Linked DNA regions of Zea mays: region 2 is linked to region 1. A link is a contact called in public Hi-C data. All regions are on one chromosome and are shown on one strand. Each heading gives the region's core, a stretch centred on a gene start, on an enhancer-like site or on the middle of the called end of the contact. The rest is flanking DNA. Distances are from core to core; before and after follow the strand shown.

Region 1 (4,996 bases), core at 1,688-4,187:
TCTCGCCCGAGGCTGGGCTCGGGCGAGGCGAGATTGCGTCCCTTGAGTAGACGAGGCCTTGACCTGAATTGCGCCCATCAGTCTCTGTAGTTTGCGCTGATGGTGATTACCAGCCGAGTTTAGGAGTGTTGGGGGTACCCCTAATTTTGGTACCTGACATTACCCTAGGAAAATACTATGCTTTGCAAATTGATGCTACCGCTCAACTTAATAATTGTCACTCATGTTTATGACATTAATGTTCCGTAAATGAAATTGATATTATGATGTTAACCCGATGGTTAAACAAGATTATTGTATATTAATTGGAACATGGAGTGACCACCTAGAAAAACAGTGCTACCATGAGGGTCGTATGGGACGCCCTTGGCTAAATAACTAAGGAAGTCTTATGTTGGGTGCTGGTCGTGGTCAACCGGAACGGGGGCATCTGGCAAGCGCTTATATTTCTGGCTCTGGCAGATTGGATACGGGCATAGTTTCCAAAGCTTTACCCTGCAGTCTAGACTATAAGTTGGTTACGTTAGATGTGCTCTATGCAGTTTGACCATTTACAGCATTTGCATATTGAGGACTCTAGGGAAAAGCCTCGTAGTGAAACCCTAGTCATTCACCTCGGAAGTGAATACAGGTCTGATCAACCTAGGCTAGAAGGGAATCGCGACTCATGGGTAAAGATGTGCCACCTCTACAGAGTGTAAAACTGATATGTCAGTCGTGCTCACGGTTTAGAGCAGCCTGGACTCTTCACATGATAATTGAACTTAAAGATGTAAATAAATCGAGATCCGATGATCTGTCAATGGTTTGCTTAAGTGGTTTCACTTAAGTGTTTTTGATATACTCATATACCTTTGTTTAAACGGGATACTTGGGATTCACACTTATTAGTAAGACAGGTGTTGTTAATAAAATGTTGACCAACTAAAATGCTTACTGCTCAACCTTAGCCTCACATTGTTAAACTTGCATTAATTTTTTCCCCACTTGCTGAGCCCCGACCATAAGTGAGCTCACCCTTGCTAATATTTTGATCAGAGGGTGATGTTGGAGACTTCGCTGATGACGATGATGAGTTTTAAGTCTAACGATGCGCCGGTCATCTTCCTGTTGGAGATTATCCATGTTATTTAATTCCGCCTTACTTTGATGTTGATACTTGTTAAAGATACAATGATTCAGATTAAGTAATAAAGTAATCTATTCTTTTTACGCCTTTATTGCAATTGTCTTTTGATATATTACACTTGTGACGTCAACATATGTGTGAAAATGGATCTTGGCACACATATGTTATGCGCTCGAATCTGCCTCTAGAACCGGGTGTGACAGGAACCAAAGGGACCCTTAGTTGGAATGATTACGTTGGTAGAAAGATGATATACATGTGTCAATGGGCAATGGAAAAGCTTTATGCCTAACGAGTAAAATGGTGAGGACCAACCAAATTTGGAAAAGGGCGTACACTCAATTCATGATCCAAACCTCATAATATGTAATCAAATAACTAACCTCTTATGTAATCATCAGTTCTCGAGGGAATAGAAGAAGAAGAAGGAAGTCGTCATGGCCTCTTGACTTGTACCCAAAGTTTCACTTTAGCTTCTGAATAGGCACTTTTGGTATGTGAAGGGGAAAAAAAAGATCACAGCAGCAGAGGGGCAAACTTTATCATCACCCAATGATCATTCTATATCTGAGGCGGTTGCCAGAAAGGATATCGTCAGTGGGGACGAGAAAGCATTTTCAGGCTGAAGACACCGCCACCTCATATATGCAAGGATGTGTTAAAAGGATAGGGTGGGCAGGAAGATCAAGGATGTATCTTGAAAAGTTGAGAGAATGATCTACACAAACTAAACTAAACACGAAATGGATTGGATTTCATCTTGCAAATTAAAAGCGCATAAATTTGGTGCCTTTTTCTTCTTTTTTTAATCTCGAGTGATGGGTAAGATTTCCCTTAAAAAGACTCATGCCAACTTCTCTCTGTTAGTAGTTCATGGGGGTAGTGTGCCCATGAACCATGATCATCATATAATACGTACGATTCCTGTGGCCCCATACAGAACTTGTCATAACATTCATATGCATCTCTGTTTCACCGGACAGCAAAGTACACATGCAGATGCCGTCCTTCGGCTCGGCGAATCATAGGCATACAATACAAGGATAGGGGACATGCCAGGTCACTCCAAAACTCCACAGGATCAATGGGCCCTCGAGGATTATTTGTCCACAGTTGGTCACTGCGGCCTCACCGGTGGTGGAAGTGGAACTGCACAGTCGAGATCCGCAACCAATAAGACCGCCATTCATGCCCTCGCTTTAATTTGCGCTCTTCCTTAGAAGCAAAAAAAAAAAAAGGGAAATGAGTTTTCGTATGTGCCCTTCGTTCTTGCTCACGGAAGTGGTTCTTGCCAAGACAACCAACCCATGGTGGTTACCTATACCTTTTCTTCCTTAGCGATCCACGACCACTTCGAATTGAAGGCGGTGATCTCATTGTGGTGCACATCACGACATGCCTCAGCGACTGCCGATCTGCTTCCTACCTGGTCAAGCAATGCTCATCTGCAGTAGCTTGGGGGGGCATCTTCTGAAGGGACCAATCAATGCCTTTTTTTTCAAGTACTGCTACTGTGAGGCATGGTCAGAAGCTGGAATCAGAATCCAACATCTCGACGCACAGCCCCACGCCTGTTGAACCTCTGAAAAGTTCAGCATGGCACATGGTTGGTGAGCTTTCCGATGACAGCTGAACGGGAATGATTTTGATCTCACTAGCACAGCATACTTCCAGCCATTAAACATTGTCGCCATATGGCACATAATACAATCTATCGTGGCCTCATCTATACACTAATCAGCATCCCCCCCTCCCGACGGCCCCTCCCTCCATCTCTCTCACACTCACCTCTCTCTCTCTCTCTGACACAAACACCGAGGGAGTAGTGACTACTACTGTCCTCAGACCTGTTGTGGACTTGTGGCACTGACTGGCTGAGTTTGATCTCCCTTGACCACAGAATCCTATGTATATAGCTCGTTCCCTCTTTGTCTTTAAACATAGCCGAAACAGTAAGTTCCATGACCAGTTATTCCAACTATTCTACGTATAGCTGAAGCAGCCAGAAGAGTTCCTGAGGGTAGCATGATGCCATCCATGGCGGATCCTACTGTCGAGGCTCCGAATGCTGAAGCCAACAGGAGGCAATAACCTGCAGGTTGCATACTCTCATGTGCTTTGCTCTCAGCCCCTTCAGTTCACTGCTTTTGTGTGGGTTGGGGACTGTTTCCTCTGACGGGGACACGGCCGCGGCGATGGATATGAGGCACAGAATCCGCAGTCTTTGAAGGTGAAAAGAGCTAGCCGGGAAGGGATATTTTGTTTGTGAGCTTCGGCTTCCTTCTCTTCCAATGATCCATCCAAGCCTTATTTCGCACTCGAATTGCTTCGCAAGGAGAAGCGATGGAGCTGGAGCCTTGGAAATGCGGGTGGTTGGACGCCTTCGAGTACAACTGACCCTTTTTTTTTCTTGAATAGGTGATAGGGACCTGGGAACTCCAAGCTGCTCTTAAGCAATGTATGGGGGTGCTCTCCGGAGGCAGCTCCCGCATCCAGCGTTTCCCTTCGTATTATGCTCTGCGAACATTTGACCGAGCATGGGAGTGCAGGTACGACGAACTAGGAACGCCTTCTCTTGTATACATTTATCTTCTTTTTTGTTTCTGGTTTTTCGCCGTCTAGTCTTCGAGGGGAAAAAACTGGTCAGAAAATTGATTGGAAAATCATAGCAAAAAGTCTTGGATGTCAAATACACGCAGTAAGCTTAGACCTGATGAAACAGTCCAATTTGATTCATGTCTGACTTCAACAAAACACTGCTCTCTCTCTCTCTCTCTCTCTCTCTCTCTCTCTCTCTCTCTCTCTCTTAATCTTCAATGTTAGTACTAATCAATTCCGAAACGATAGGAGGTATCACCAGCAGATAAAGGAACCGGGCCAGAATGATAGAGTAGCCATACTGGTTCATCTGCTGGCTTTGCATAATACCCGAACATGGATGGCAAATCAGGGAACATAGTGCAGAGTCTGCCTGATACGCTGTCATCCCTCATGGGGCTCAACAAGTACCTCGCACCCAGAACCAGCTATATCGAATCGGTGTCTCACATCATCGAGGAGTTGTCACCAACCAAACCGAAGATGAAAGTAATGGTTCACACGGCTCAAAATATTTGTTCTGATGATACAGATTCAGATGCTGAAGCTGCAAAGGTTCAAGGTATGCAGTTCTAACACTTTCCCTCAAACTCTATAAAAATTTCTGAATATTTTCTTTCTTTCTTTTTGGTTACAGAACAGATAGACTAGTTTTATCACTTCAAAAAAACAGATAGACTAGTTTCGCTGAATGCTTGGCTAAAGCAGATAACACAGCAGTAAAGTTCTCATGTCTTCTCTTTGTTTGGTCATAACAGAGGAACTGGTTTTGCTGGATGGTAAACTAAAGCAGATAACGCTGCAGAGGAGGCAGTCACTAAATAACTATTTGGATCTGAAAGGTTGATGTCTCTCCTCGACTTTTTCTGTGTTTGGCTTGATAAATATAAAGGTCACTAAATGTAATGGAATTGTTTAGAGTTCTGTTTAAGTGATATGCATCCGTTTTTCAGGGAATATAAGGGTGTTCTGTCGTGTGAGGCCTTTTCACCATGAAGAAAATTATCAATCCAGAACTCTGTACACCCTGGATGAGAGTAATATATTCCTAAAAGTTGCTGAGACCAAGATAAAGCAATACAAGTTTGACAAGGTTTTCAACCAATGCTCAACACAAGGTATAACAGATTTGCGTTTATAGGAACTGCGAAACTGAAGTGAATAATTTGAATGCAAGTCAGGTTACAGTAGTGTGATTTCCAGGTGATGTATTTGCTGAAGTGGAACCAGTGATAAAATCAGCTTTAGATGGCTATAATGTTTGTATAT
Region 2 (4,996 bases), core at 1,408-3,907, 270 kb before region 1:
CGCGTGCGCTCTTCCCCAGCTCAGCCACCCCTTCTCTAGCGTCGCCGTCCCTTACCCATTGTCGCCGCTCTCCTCTCCTGCTGCCCTGTTGTGCTTTGGCGGCCCTCTGCTCGAGCAGCAGCTGCGCTCCCTCCATCGTGCGTCGGTTGTAGTCTGCAGAGCCCCCCCCCCCCTCCAGCGCGTTCTCGTCCTCCTCTGTTGTCTTTTCAGCGGCTGAACAGGCGAGTAGGCGACCACTCCTCTGTTTAGAATTCAGAGATTGAGATGAGGACCTCTTCAGACCGTAATTGCTATGATATTTTGGTTGTTCAGTGTTCTCTGTTCACTAACTGAGTAGTATTGTGCCCGCATTGGCCTCCTCTTGAGTTGTGCTTCACTTGATTGTTGTGCCACTACATATGAGAATAGGAGGCGACCTAATAATGTTGAAGTCATCTTTCCAGAATCTGTGTTGCCCCAGCCCTAGAACGATGGCAGTGGCACTGGTACAGTTCATGCAGTCCTGCAGTCTAGCTAGGCAGCTACAGCTATATATATTCATATATATTGATATATACACACACATATGGTCCTGTTATAGGTGGACGACTATAGGACGACTAGGAGTCGACTAGGCTCGACTAATCGAGCAAATCGACGACTAATCGCGATTAGTCACCTTATCGGTGCTCAGGCGACTAGAGTCGACTAGCCGACTTTAAAACCTTGTACTGAAGGGACTTCAAGAGAGGCAATGGAACATGACAAAGACACATAGGAAAACATAAACTAATATGAACCCAACATTAAGACATGAATGATCAGGTAGGGGTCATTAGCCCAAACTAGGATAAAGAACACAAACAGGTTCTTGTTCCTGCTGTATTTGAATTTGTTTTGGTGAAGCAGAAGTGTATGGAGAAAGCAAATTTTCTAGCAAATGGAAGAACACTAGTAGCATGCTTTCAATACATGTGCATTCCCTCATACACCCCCAAATACTTCCAGGTGGGAACATCAATATCTATAAAGCAACCACTTCATTTATTCACAGCAAGAAACAACAAAACCTTTTGGTTCCAGCCCCAAGCAAATTGGGGTAGTCTAGAGTTCAAAAACAACAGAAGCCACAAATCAAGGTTCACATGGATAGCTGTTCTCCATTCACTCCTATTCAAGATCATCCTTTGAAATCTCCTTTTCCTACCTCTTCCCATGTCCCTGCCTCTCTTCCTATTACTATCACACTTTAGCGCCTAAGAATCCCATTACACATTGCACTACACACCCGTGCCTTTGGAGGTCTCCGTTGTTTGGAGAAGCTTGCCTCACTTCATATTATTATCGCGCCTTAGAATCCCGCTACACGCTGCACTACACACTCGTGCCTTTGGAGATCTCCGTTAGCGCCTTAAAATCCCACTACGTGCTGCATTACACACTCATCCCTTTAGAGGTCTCTGTTGGTTGGAGAAGTTTTTCTTCCATTGGTGCTACCCATATCATCGTTCTGGATTCTACCCCTTCTTGCACGACCACAAATCAAACGCAACAGCCAACATTCGCATTACATATTTCTGCAACACTTATCTGAACATGATGTCCCCTTCTTGTATGACCACAAATCCAACGCTACATACACATTTCGCATTTCCACGGCACTTATCTGAACATGGTGTCTTTTTGTAGACTGACATGCTGCACCATTCACAATAACAGAGCTAAAAGAAATGAGAAATAGATGCTTGTTTATAATTGAAGGCACAAAGCTGGGGGAGCTGGCTAACTACAGTTGGGTGAAAATGTGTGGAGGAAGAAAGCAGCTGTTAGGTAGACCAGCATCAAGACATTCCAAAACTAAAGTACACTCAAAGGCCAGGTCCTTCACCCCACACAACAAAATAGCATCTCGCATCTGTTCTTACTGCCGAAAAAGCACTGTGCAAAACCATGGCAGGATGGAACAAGCACACTATTTTATTGTTCGGTATCCGGATTAAAGCAAAACAAATATAATTCTGCACCCAGAGCCAGAACACAATACGATGTGCAATTCGAAAGGTCATGACTATATTGCTTTCGAGCCACAATTATTCTCCATATGATTTTTTTTTTCGTCAAAAGTCTCGATATTTAACTGATAAATAACGAAAGACCCGATGGTAAATCTACCTTAAGAATTTATGGCAGGAGCTAACACAAAATATCAGGTAAAATCAATACAATATCACACTCGAATCATATGCAAAGAGTACAGCTCACTAGGATACCAGATGGGAAGTGAGCACCGATGAAAAGCCACAATTCATCTGGAGCTACCTACCCCGACGGCACCAAAATTCCCCATCTGGACCCCCAACTAACGCAAAAGGTGCCCCCAAGTTCGCAGGAATTACCTCGAATCACGCGAACAACGAGCCCCGATCCGCCAGACTAACATCCAGCGGCTGCACCGTCGCCGAAGAAACACCGACCTAACGGCGCGGGGCCCGGATCTGTCACGGCTGGGCCACAGCAACGGCGGACGCCCAAGACCGCTCCCCGCCGCCGCAAGCAGGGGTGTGTTCCTTTAGGGTTGGAGCTCGGGGCAGGCGTGGGGTGAGATTGAGAGGTGGAAGCGACGCAGAGGAGAGAGGAAGGGGAGAGAAGGGCAGTGTGGCTGTGCGGGTACAAAACCCGGTGCGGATGGGAATGTGTCTCGGAGTCCCGGTCGCCGCTTTGGCGCTGTGCCTGGCTGAGAGCGGAAACGGAACTGCTCCGGCCACCCACTTGGGACTTGTTCGGTTATTTTCAATCCATATGGATTGAAGGGGATTGATACGGATTGAAGGGAATTTTGACTTACTAAGGATTGAAACTCCCTCAATCCCCCTCAATCCATATGGATTGGGGTATAACCGAACAAGCCCTTGAGTGGACACGAGACCGCGCCTCGCGACGCTTCTTTCCGCTGCCGCCGGGCCACGTGCACGGCGTCTCATCCTGCGTGTCCCGGACCCGGGCCCACCTGCATTGTCTCGTGAGGCGTGAGCGCATGCTGTCCACCTGACCACCTCTGTGGCGGCTTTTTTTACAGGGGTTGTTTTCGCCGGTCGTTCTCATGGTTTATCTCGAGAATATTACGACGATCAACGCACTTCGTGCGTTGTTAAAGTCTGTAGGTATAACGTATTACGTAGTTTATTAGAGAGTTTGTAGTTCGAAAATCTATCCAATAAATTCATGGTGCTCAGTGCTGTAACTCGTAAATATATGCATGTGAGACTTGGTTATTTATCTTATAACCATCTGTATATTTTAATTTATTTTAAGGTCGGGCTCTAAATTGTGTTTGAGATTGTATCATATGTTTATATTTGTCTTTAGATCAAACTTTATACATGTTCGTTTGTGTTTCCTTTTCTGTTTTTTTATTTTCTATTTGTGTTTTTATTGTTCAATCTGAGTTCTTATTTATCTCGGCTTCTTACAAATCTATTTAATAAAAAAATACATGGCTTAACTTATCTTGAATGTATCACTGCTAGATGCATATTGTTTTAACTGAACATTGGAGACATCTCAACTCCTATAAAACACTTGGTTTTCTTATTTTCACCTTCGTCTTTTTTTTTAAAAAAAAATCTCTATACCCTTTTTCAATCTAACCCACGAACCACAGTCTAACATCTTCTTTGTTCCTTTGGAGCACCAGTTTCGTACGTCACGTGTGAAGTATGTAAGTCTGTCCATCTCCCTCATTTCTTGGCTAACAATAGGTCTAATAGGCTGCACACATGGCAGTTGGACCCGTAGGTATGGATACCCGCGGGTTTCGTACCCACCGGATATGGATACGGGTACAAAAACTCACCCGTGGGTCCTATCGGGTTGGATACCCGAAATACATCGGGTCGGGTATGGGTAAAATACTTTACCCACGTATCAAAATACCTCTTTAAATGTGCTACATCCACTAAAAATGTGCTATATTCACTAGAAAAACTCACTCGCATATGTTGTTGATTAATGAATATTAATTTGTGTTGTGTTAACAGTCAAATGTAATGTAATCGAGACCAATGAGACATTGACAATGTTATAACTGTCAACTGTCATAAACTCATTAAGCTTTTATTCTCTGTACTCAAATTTAAATTTATTGGATGTGATAATTATGAGTTGAGATATTGTATCGACGTGTAGCCAAATATAGTCATTCTTGTGTTGCATTGGTGCTTAGATGTAAACTAAAATATTTTATGCATTTATTATAGCATTAACCGAATGTTATTTAGTCTACAATAACATATCCACTGGATACCCGATACCCGGTGGATACCCGATGGGCATGGGTACGGGTACAGTTTATCACCCGATTGGCTTGGTGGGTATGAATATTTGTAGAAGTCTCGGGTACAATTTCGGCTCGGGTATTATTATACCCGAACAAAACCCGACCCGCTGTCATCCCTACACATGAGCCATGAGAAACCATCAAAGCCCAACATGACAGGAAGGTACACACAGCACATCGCTTTTACATAGTATCACCACACTAGCTGAAGAAGAATGAACGACCAAGCGAGCTATAGAAAAAGAGTCTTTTTCAACGCATACTTTTCTCGACCTTTTGACTAAAATAAAGTGTAATATTTTGTTCTTATCAGTTTAATATCTGATATGTGAACCACATGTTCATTTTGATATTAAATTTATTATATATATATATAATATGATTATGTGCCACCTGTCGGCGTTTCGAGACCGGGGGGGGTCCCTGGGCCGACGAGTGAATGTCGCCGCGTGCCCCAGCCCAGATGGGTCGAGCGCGAGGGCGAGCGCGAAGGGGGGAGAGCGAGGCGGCCGGAGACCGGCGTGAGAGAGGTGGGAATCCCGCGGCCTTCGTGTTCGTCCCGCGCCCAGGTCGGGTGCGCTTGCAGTAGGGGGTTACAAGCGTCCACGCGGGAGAGGGAGCGAGCGGCTCCAAGCGGGCGCCTGTCTCGTCCTCGTCCCCGCGCGGCCAACCCTCTCTAAG

What was found. Hi-C and Micro-C count contacts between places; a contact is called where the count stands out from the background.
Region 2: a contact with region 1 is called in a Hi-C map of tassel, with 2.5 times the contacts expected there. The contact joins the promoter of LOC100382007 here to the promoter of LOC100384084 in region 1. A contact is called at or near these places in 3 of 25 Hi-C or Micro-C datasets (bundle sheath, ear and tassel).

Annotation. Positions count from the first base shown.
Region 1 is chr3:37,981,305-37,986,300 of Zm-B73-REFERENCE-NAM-5.0, reverse strand. LOC100384084 reads left to right here and starts at 2,937. Exons shown (of 14, transcript NM_001350051.1): 1 at 2,937-3,037; 2 at 3,123-3,359; 3 at 3,548-3,678; 4 at 3,977-4,289; 5 at 4,486-4,569; 6 at 4,681-4,845; 7 at 4,931-4,996. The coding sequence starts at 4,064.
Region 2 is chr3:38,255,628-38,260,623 of Zm-B73-REFERENCE-NAM-5.0, reverse strand. It overlaps LOC100382007 (putative RING zinc finger domain superfamily protein), which reads right to left and starts at 2,657. Exons shown (of 5, transcript NM_001174773.1): 1 at 2,376-2,657. It also overlaps the pseudogene LOC111591253.